2 separate regions of the Mus musculus genome follow, and region 2 is linked to region 1. The links are chromatin contacts, called in public Hi-C maps. All regions are on one chromosome and are shown on one strand. Each heading gives the region's core, a stretch centred on a gene start, on an enhancer-like site or on the middle of the called end of the contact. The rest is flanking DNA. Distances are from core to core; before and after follow the strand shown.

Region 1 (5,326 bases), core at 1,400-3,899:
GCTCAGCTGACAAAGCACTTGTCTGGTATGGACAAGATCTTAGGTTCAATTCCCAGCACTGCAAAAATAAAAATTAAACCAAAACAACCAAAAGACCCAAAATCAACCAATCTTGCAAACAAAACAAAATAAAACAAAACAAAACAAAACAAAACAAAACCCAAACCCTAAACTATCCAAATGACCTGCTAGGGCACTTCTATGCCTTCTTTAAAAAAATTATTAAACAGCACTATCTTGATTTTTCTACAATTATTCACTTCACAAATATTTATCCTTGACACCTCTTTTTCAGAGCCATTTTTCATTGATCTTTTTCATTTATGTTATTTTCTTCACATGTAGATTTAGTTTTTTCTTTCTTTTTGTTGATTAGTGTTTCCAAACTATCTTTACTCTATGTATGTATGTATGTCGTTTGTCTTGTGTCAATATTTTGCACTCATTCTTTAAATTCTGGCATATGTCTGAAAGCATCCTTGATTGTCTATATCTCTACTATACGTTGCCATGCATTTATTAAAAAGAATATGTGATGGTTTGTATATGCTCAGTCCAGGGAGTGGTACTATTAGAAGGGGTAGCCCTGTTGGTGTAGGTGTAGCCTTTTTGGAGTGGGCGTGGCACTGTGATGCCTGAAACTAAGTATTCTACTAACAGCCTTCAGATCAAGATGTAGAACTATCAGCTCCTCCTGAACCATGCCTGCCTTGATGCTTCCATGTTCCCACCTTGTTGATAATGGACTAAAGTCTGAACCTTCAGTAAGCCAACCCCAACTAAATGTTCTTCTATAAGACTTGCTTTGGTCATGGTGTCTGTTCACAACAGTAAAACCCTAACTAAGACAGAATAAAAAATTAAAATGTAAATATGAATCTTATACTCATAGGAACAAAAGAAGAAACCCTCTTTGCTGTGCAGAATTCCATCAGTTTATTAACTCCAAATACAAGATAGGGGCCAATTGGCTTTAAACCTGAGTCTTGAGTCATTGTTTATAAGACAGCCTTGATCTAAGAAGCAAGATATATGTTCTGCCTCTGAAATCTTTCTGCAATTACAGGTGTTCCTTAGGAAAGTCCCTTTCCAATGCCAAAGGTCAGAGAAGGAGGAACACTTTGAAGCATGGAGTAAGACATGATACAAGGTCTGCTTATATACTCCGACTCCCACCCCACACACCTTGACAGCAGACAGGTGTCACCACTAGAAACCCAGCTCGCACTTCAAAGAGAATGAGAGAGAGTTTATTCTGTAGATAAATATGAGTCTGTGTGGCTTGGCAACTCAGATTGAGTTTCCAACTACATTCCAACACGGTAAAAGTTTCACAAAGCATATATTGTACCAGAACAAAGCAAATAATAAATCATTTTCAGATGTATTAGGGGAAATATCAGGTAGGTGGGTTACAGTAAAATGAGGGCTACAGGTTCTGGATTCCAGCCTATCACAGTTTTAACTTTTGGGTTGATGGGAGCTGGGGGTCTTATCTAAAAAGCCACAGAACTGTTCAGTCACATGTAGAGTTAGGTAATAAATAACTTTTAGGGTGTTAAGATAGCCCAGGATTAATTTGGCATTAAAACATTTAAACTCTTCACAATCATTGAAGTTCTGATAGTCAGCCTGTGTGATGTTTATTGTACGTATGGGAGGATGGTTTTGCTTTTTTGGGAGGGAGAAGTTGTTTATTTTGTTTTGGTTTCCTTTTTTCTAGAAACATCATTTAATACGAGACATCACATCAGATTCTATTCACATCGTCAGGGTTTAAAGAGAATACTCACATCCTGTTCCCATTCACTTACATCTGGGGGCTATTTCTATTGGACAATGAGGAAATAATACTCAGAAGTCTCAGCTACTCAATGGCTTGTCAACCATTTTCCTGAGTGCTGTCTTCACTGTATGGCTGTTCCAGCTGGCCCTATGCTGCAGTGATTGTTATATTATGTAGCCAGTGGAATAATTCTGTATCCCTTTAATCAGGTGAGAGGTCTACATGGCCACAGTTATAGACATTAATGGGAAGGCCCTACCTCTCAGGTGCTCTATTATTTGAGCATGAAGGGTTGTTATAGAAGGAAAGAAGGAATACTTTCCTGATGGGGACTTTCATGCTGGCAAATTGGCTATTTAGACTCAAATTCATATCATTACTAATTGGTACTAGGATTTTTTTCTGAGCTGTGCATATGCTAAGTAGCCATTTTCCCTCCTTGTATAATTATGGATTAACACTCACATTTTACCTCCTGAAAGACAGAAACAGCTGTGTTGCCTCAGGAGAAAATACCTCACCTAGTAATTGTAGTTAGAGACATTGGTGTCATGCAGCTGACCCAGGGGCAAGCTGTAGACAGGACCATGAAGAAAATAGCTTTACTTAGGATTTTTTTCTTCAACTGGATTTAATGGGGGAAAATGTCTTCAAAGCAGGGCCTGGGAGGGTACTAGGCAGCAAGAAGATAGGTTTTAAAAGCAACTGTTAAAAAGTTTCAAGGGGCCCAGAAAAGTGCCAGCCTTAAGGACAGGACTACGTTGCTGAATATTCTCAGCAGATTCTTAAGGATTCCCTCAAGAAACGATCTCTTGGCAGAAAGTAAAGGCACATTTGGATGCAGCCATCTCTGATGTGCAGCTTCCAACACCTGCAGAGGGAAGGGGCAGTGCCAGGAGGGCTTGAACTGAGAATCTGAACACATGGTTGCAGGGCCAGTTCCTGGCCTGTCTCTGCACAGATGATTTTTTTCTTTCCTCATATGTTGGGAGCCATTAAGACAACACAATTGTCCTAATCTCTGAATTGGGCCTCTCCCCCTCCCCCCCCCCCCGAGAAGAAAAGGGGGTCAAAACCGGGTCACCTACGCACCACTAAGAGAAAGTCAGCACCGGATGTCCTGACCTCAAGATGTACCCTGATACCACCAAGTTCCTGTTTCCCTGTGTAGTTGCCAAAAGAAAAATTTCTGCTGCCCCATCCCTCCTGCTGAGAAGTACTTCCTCTTTATCCACTGCCCCATCCCTCCTGCTGAGAAGTACTTCCTCTTTTTCCACTGCCCCATCCCTCCTGCTGAGAAGTACTTCCTCTTTTTCCACTACCCCATCCCTCTTGCTGAGAAGTACTTCCTCTTTTTCCACTGCCCCATCTCTCCTGCTGAGGTGATTTCCCATTCCTCCTGCTGAGAAGTACTTCTCCTTTTGCTTGTGCATTTAAACCTTAAGCCTTGCTAATACAGTGGGATCTTGATGCCACTCAGAATGTTTCCGAGTCGTTCTTGCACTTGGTCCTTGTCTCTCTCTATCCCCCCATTTGGTTCTTAGGAGAAGGTCCCCTCGAGACCCTCAAATAACTGACCTGCTGGACGGGTCACTCATAAGAACAAGGCACACAATGTTCCAGAGTGTCCGCACTGCCACAGGGGTAGAATGTGTTTTGTCACCTGTGATTCAATTCTGATTATTTCAACTTGGTTCATAGAGAAACATAATAAATTTGCTTCAGTACCAGAATGGAGATTGGACACATTGTCTATTGTTGATTTTGGCTATGGCCGAAGTATCAAATAAACACTTGTGTCATATTATTGAAAGGTGAGAAGGCCAGTGTCTGAGTAGTCACACTCAATAGCATCATGTCTCACTGACATATACTACAAGCAGTAGGAAGAACAAGACACACCCTCTGAAGAGGCTGTGAGAGTGCCCATATTACCCCAGCATGTGGGGAGCTGAAGAAGGAACAAGAATTTGATGTTATTTTCCATCATGTGGTGAATTTGAGGTGAGTTAGGTTATAAGTAGACTCAGTCTCAAAAAAAAAAATTTAAAAAAGAAAGATATTTTAAAAGAAATTATCTGTCCACTTAAAACACAAATGTATGCTGTTTATTTCAAGAGTAAAATATTGTACTTATTGATAATTTTAAGTATTATTAATTTTATGAACAAAGTAGTAGCTTTCAAATACAGAATACTGTGAATGGACAGTTCGTAGATAATACTTCAGCTGCAAAGCTTTTAGATTCATGTCTTCTATGAGTCAGCACATGTGTAAAAACAAATTGTATAGAACAAATCTGTATCAGCAGAGAATGCATGATGTCATCAGGGTTACACTTGTAGAATATCTGTATTTTAAAAGCTGAGATGCAAACTTTAAGCATGATGTTCTGTTGTTAGTTACTTACTATCATTGTAGCCTAGAGTGGTTTAGCTGGTAATGACACAGGCAGGAAAAACTAGTGTCCTATCCATCATCCAGAGGCCCCCAACTCTACTGCCAGAGGGGTGGATATGCCTCTTTGGATGTGTGAGGCATCATTTTTCTTATGTGAAGTTTTTCTTCAGATACTTTACAAGGCATTTTATAAGATGATAGTGTCAACTCAGGTCAAGGGCAATGGCTCAGTTGGAAATTGCCCATTGTAGGAGTAGGGGAACCTAACTTGGGATTCCCAGATTTTATGTAGAAAGTTGTGTGTGGTAGTATGTGCTTGTAATTCCAGTGTTAGATAGGAAGAGATTGGAGGACCCCTGGGGTTTATTGGCCAGACAGTAGAATTGAACTTGTGAGCTCTAGCTTCAAGGTAAGAGGAAGATACTCACCATCAACCTCTGGACTCCACATTAATGTACACATATCTGCACACTTTCCCCCACACAAGCATTTGAGCAAGTGTACACATGCACACACACACATGCACACACACACACAAATGTAAAAAAGAGAGGTGTGGCTTTAGAAGTTTGTGAGATTTAGAAATGAGAGTTAAACATGGCTAAGATATTTACCAAATACCAATGTCCCTTTTGCAAATATTCTTCTGATATGGGGATTGGTGTAAGATAAATAATGTTGGTCAACTGTCACGCGCTGTTTGCCCTTGTTTAGAGCTGACTCTGAGAGCAAGATGGGTCTCCTTAATTCAATCATATTCTAGCATATTTCTCTCAAATGCCCTGAGAGAAGACCTGGGCTGGGCCTGCCTCTGTGTCAGGTAGAGGAGAACAAAGAGATAAAAGTATTTTAAAAGATGGGATACTTTTTTGGTTTTGGTTTTTTGAGACAGGGTTTCTCTGTACAGCCCTAGCTGTTCTGGAACTCACTCTGTAGACCAGGCTGGCCTCGAACTCAGACATCCGCCTGACTGTGCCTCCCAAGTGCTGGGATTAAAGGCGTGTGCCACAACTGCCTGGCAAAGATGGCATTCTTTAGACAGCTAAAAGGTAAACTATTCTAAGTAAAGGTTATTATTGTTTATCTCATGGAATAAAATATGCCTGTGGTGGAAACAAGACACTGGATGCTCATTCAACG
Region 2 (5,326 bases), core at 1,721-4,220, 250 kb before region 1:
ACTTGCTGTGTAGATGATAGCTTCTGTTTCAGATCCACCCACCTCTAACGAGTGAGTTTTTAAGTTACAGGGCTATCTCACTGTATCTGTTTTGTGAGGGGTTAGGGATAGAACCCAGGGCTTCATGAATTCTTTGTGAGTACTCTCGGCACCTGGTTTCCATTCCCAGTCCTAGAAATAACACTTTGATAATAGAAATAAAGAGATGTTAAGTGCACACCAAAGTCTTCGAGTGTGCATATGAAGTGACTCTAATTTCACGAGCCCTGCCAGGAGACAAGACCAGCTCCAGTGAAATTCTACTTGTGGGCCTCTTAAGCGAATTAAGAAGCTCTGTTAGGTTGAGGAGGATGATGACTCATGCCTGTAATCCTGGCACTTTAGGAGACTGAGGCAGGGGGATATTTATAGCTAAGCAAGGGGTTACATAGGAAGACCATGTTTCAAAAAACCAAAACCAAAGCCCTAACAAACAAACTAAAAGAAATGGGGAGTTCCCAGTTGAGACTTTATTAGGGCCAAGATTTCTCAAAGTATATTTTACGGTCTACTGGGCTCACCAAATGCCTTTAATGGATCAACCTGGGTTACATGCTAACGACTTTGTGGAGAGTCACAAAACATGAAATGTTCAAGTCTCTGAGAATTCCTCTAGTAAAAAACAACGGCATCTATTTGTCTCAATGTTAACCACGTAAACTTGGCCCTTTAAAAAATTACATGTGGGTTTTTTTTTCATTTTGTGTGTATGTGCAAGTCATAAGGCAACTTTGTGGAATCATTTATTTCCTCCCCTCTACATGGGCACCAAATGAACTCAAGCTCAGCTTGTCAGGTTTTCGTGATAAGTAACTTTACACCCTGAACCACCCCTCTCCCCTCTTCAATGGGCTAGTTTTACATGCAACTTTTTTTTTTCTTTTTAGCACTTATGCCTCAGAGTTAGTATTGAGGGGAGTATACAAAAGGACCCTTCTGTACTATGTTAGACCAATGACCTGAAGTTACTATTCCCTCACCACCCGAACCCCATACTCTGACTTTTCCCCTAGTAAATAAAATGATAATTGCTGGACAGTGAAACCAAGCAAAATTACATAAACATACCAAGCTATAGGAGACATTTCCTGCTAAAGATTCCTTAAGTTTGGCCATCTAGCTTTTCCTGCATGCACACCCATCCAACAAGTAAGTTTCCTCTGAGAAATGCCTGCAGCATCAATAGCAGCCAATCAGAATCTCTAAGGAATGTGACTTAGTCAGTTGCTAGACTGAGCTGATTTCATTCAAGCCTCAAAGCAAAGAAATATAATACTACAATTAATTTGAGTTAATGAGGTAGATACAATTGCCTTTAGAAGTTTGTCTTGCTGATTCTAAACACCTGTGAGGACAGGCATTAAATATACATGAGACATATAAACAGTTCATTAAATGCTGTTAGTCTGTTTCTGTAGCACGTGTTGATTTTCTTTATTAACATGCACTAACAAGCTTGATCATGACATTTTCTTACACGTATACAACACACATGCACACGTTGCTTTGTACTCAAGATCCCATGAATCTAAGGATTAATTTATATTATCTGAGACCCTTGGGAACCAGCGATAGAGATAATGTATTGTGAAGAGAATGGATATGTAGCTTAGTTGGTTGAGTGTTTGTCTGCATAGCGTGCAACCCTGGCTTCAGTGCCAGCATTGTAGGAAGTGGTGTTGTATGCCTGTAATTCCAACTCTTGTAAGGTAGAGGTAAGAAGGCCATGCCATCCTCAGCCTCACAGTAAGTTTGAGCCTCACAGTAAGTTTGAGGCCAGACTTGGAATATATGAGACTCAGTCTTGGAATATTTTTTATAAAAATAAGAAAATGATAAAGCATGACAAATCTGTTAGTCTTTAAGGAATCATTTTTACTCCTAGTTAAAGATGTCTACAGAATCATAGCTATGAATTTCACTTTACAAATGACAAATTTTATGTTAATGATCTCATTTAACTCTCTGCACATAATCTAAGCACCAAAGAATGCCTCATAATATAATTTCCAGGATTTGCCTCCCTCTCTCCTCCTGTTTTCTCAGGTGTTAGAAACCTATTACTAACCAACCTATATAGAGATGGCATTTATTGGACGGACACTGCAGACATGCACACTTTGTTTTACTGTATAGACTTCCAGGAAGCACTGACAAATGAGATCCAGGAAGAGCCAAGATGTCACTGGGCCTTGAATGCTGACCGTTGAGAATGGGAGGGTTGTCTGTATTCTCCTTCTGCTCTTCTTTCTGTGTTGGCTGAGTCCCTCACTGGCTTGGTCTAAGTAGAAGAAGAGATGTTTACCAGAAATACATGATTCCATGGAACGGATGAGAACATTTGAGAACAGATTTCAACTCGGACTTCCTGGCACGGCTATGGGCTGTGAAGAAGAGTGATGGTCTGTGGCTGTCTCCACAGGTGCCATGGATCAGGGCCTTCACATGTGGGTGGGAAGTGTGCTTATCATCATAGTGAAGGTGCAGCCTGGGAGAGTAAGAAACTGAATACTGGAAACAAGCTAGGTGTGTACTCCTGCTGATGTGTGCTCCACATAGTGCCTCAGGGTCTACATGTTCTGTCGATTATATCATTCTATCAAAGGAGTCCTCAAGACACCATGCATGACTATATACCCATTCACAGTGAGATGAGGATCGCTATTAGTGGAAACCCCTTGTGAGTGTTGCTTTTCAAGGTAGCTAAATCTTCTTTAGTTCAATCTAAAATAATGAAAGCCCTGCTTTATTCAGGCCTAAGGTACATACACATGGCAGAAACATGTTCTCCTCACTTCCTGGGTTAAAGGTGAGACTGCTGAGGGAAGAGCAATGAGGAAACAACTCATGACCACAGAAAGGGGTGTCAGTCAAGACTGTTTCCTTATGTAACAGTGGATAGTGAGATAACGGCTCAGGGTTTGCGTTAGACTTTAAACTCCAACGGACGAAGCTGTTGCCTCCCACGGCGTCTCTGTGTGCAGATGTCACAACCACCCTCCCTGGAGGAAAGGAACATGAGAGAAGATTTGGGGAAGAAAAGCCACAGCTCAAGGAACTGAAAAGGAGTTGTTGCCTTCCAGGCAAGTGTGTAGGCTAGGGAAGGCCCCGAGCAGAGCATGCTGTGTGTGTTAGGAGCCTGACGACTTGGACCATGTGAATTTTCTCATTTCTTGTTACTTCTAATGCTATTGATCAACTGTGTGAAGGGAACTTTCTCTGCACCTTCTGCTTTCACAGTAAGAGCCCAATATTCATGTCTGGTTTTGGTAGTGAGTCTAGACTAACAGTGAGATGGGTAAGGGAAAGAGAAAACCTCCCCCCCCCCTCCCCTTTGTGGTTAATGGTGTCAGAGGCTGTAGGAGACTGGCAGGTGTTTAGAAACCAGCGTGAGTCATTCTGCATCTCAACTTGGCTGGGCTATGGGGCTGCATATTCAGTCAAGCATTATTTTAGATGTTTCTGTAACATCTTTGGGTGAGATTAACATGAAAACCAATGGATTCTTTGTGCAGCAAGAATACTTTTTATGACATGGTGGGTTCCGTCTAGTCAGCTGAAGGTCTTACTAAAGACTGATGCTGACCCGAGAAGTTTAGATTTAGTAAGGCCCCATAATCACGTGCATTAGTTCCTGAGGAGATACTTACTCCTCTAACCCTCATCTGTAGGAGGTTCAGCTCGCTAACTTGGAAGCTCTTTCTACAGTCAACCATAATGTAGAGATTGTTCCAGCAAGAGTTCTGAAATCAGGAAAAATACAACAACAACAAATTTAAATGCCCAAATATCAGAGGCTATTTATTTTATTCAGTCCTTTCCCTTGTTTTAAATCAGGGTCTCAAGTTGTCTGGTTTCCTTTGATATTTCTATATAGTTTAGGATGACCTTGCAGATATGTGCCACCACAATCCCTTTACACAGTGCTGGGGATTGATCCTAGGTCTTTGTGCTCATTCGACAAGTACTCTGCCAACTGACATACATCCCTCAGCCCTCATCATCAGCTTTTGACACAGAATTTTTGGCAGGGTACCTGTTGGCTTGGTACAGAATGTGTCTGTCCCCTGAGCCAACATCTTCTTAAAATGGCAGACGAAAATAAACCCAGCTGAGTTGGAGATAGTCATCCTGGCAACCACACATCTACTTTTTCCTGGAACATCAACTCTTAGGCAAGGACTATTTGCCTCTGTGCTAACTCAGGACCAGGACCAAGTCCTAGAGAACACCCCGTACCTCTGATGACTCTGAGAATGGACTCTGCCAGTGTAAGTGACTGGACTTGGCTTGGAACTCAGTGTTTTCTCAATTGCAGATCTTCACAAAGCTTGTGTTAATTGTTCTCCTACAACAGATAAGCCTAAGGTGTCCTGTTTAAGGAAATGTTCCTCTTTGAAAAAACTGCCTGTACTATAAACCCCTCCCTGAGGGGAGGACGAGAAATGTGCCCAGCTCCAAGATGTGGCCAGACAGCATTGTACAGCCTGGTAACTCTAGTCAGCCCCACCTTCAAGGATCCAAGTTCAGCAGAGGTGAAGAGTGCTTTCGTTCTGGTCACTCATTCACCAGGGGAAGCTGGACACCATCCGGTGAACCTGGTCTTGTGAAATCAGACAACCTAATTGCCCTTTACAGCTTGGTAAATGATATACTCCAACTGTGAGGGCTAAAGTTATATTTTAAGTTTTAATTCCTGTGCTGAAGGGATCTATAAAACAAAAATGTCTCTAACCTATAATGCAGATAACTTTCTCTGCCCACGGACAGATAACTTCCTGGATTCTGGGGGCTACTATTCATGCAAGATAACAAGCCATGAAAATGTTTTCACTTCTGTAAACAAGGTTGGTTGCTTCAACTTCTCAGGATGTCCTTAATCACATGGACCAGGAAGTACATAGGCAGGATGTATGCTTACCCCCAAGGCAGCAAATACACAGCCTTGTAGGTTGTGCCTTTATAATCACCAGATTAGCACAGTGTGAGGCCGTTTTCTGGGAATCCTGAGTATGGATCTGGGTAGAGTCCATAGTCTTGGCCAGCATTTAATAAAACTTACTTTAATTTTGGCTCAAAAATTGGGATAATGGTCCTATTCTCTCCCAGTAGGATCAACAGTAGGGCTCATAAAAGTTAATCCAGACCCAGGCTTCCAAGCTGATACCCTGGGTGATGAGCAGAGTGTCTAGTTGTCTAGCTGTGGATAGGACAAAAACCCTCAGAGGTTTCTACACCACTCTTGGAATCTTTGGAGAGGCCTTATATGCTGCCTCAGTAACTTAAG

What was found. A called contact is a pair of places that touch in the nucleus more often than the background predicts.
Region 2: a contact with region 1 is called in a Hi-C map of the G1E-ER4 cell line, with 2.1 times the contacts expected there. The contact joins two enhancer-like sites. A contact is called at or near these places in 1 of 484 Hi-C or Micro-C datasets (the G1E-ER4 cell line), 3 of 115 datasets of contacts at active chromatin or transcription factors (CD8 T cells, embryonic stem cells and microglia) and 1 of 9 other capture datasets (embryonic stem cells).

What each region holds. Positions count from the first base shown.
Region 1 is chr3:21,733,679-21,739,004 of GRCm38.p6, reverse strand. No RefSeq gene overlaps it. Among named protein-coding and RNA genes, the nearest start is that of Gm31693, 34 kb to the right of the region's middle. Within about 2 kb of position 2,649, at least 12 of the 459 cell types and tissues checked have an H3K27ac peak or open chromatin away from gene starts, as enhancers often do. A contact at or near this core is called in the G1E-ER4 cell line, where this site is marked.
Region 2 is chr3:21,985,940-21,991,265 of GRCm38.p6, reverse strand. No RefSeq gene overlaps it. Among named protein-coding and RNA genes, the nearest start is that of Gm31813, 24 kb to the right of the region's middle. Within about 2 kb of position 2,970, at least 152 of the 459 cell types and tissues checked have an H3K27ac peak or open chromatin away from gene starts, as enhancers often do. A contact at or near this core is called in the G1E-ER4 cell line, where this site is marked.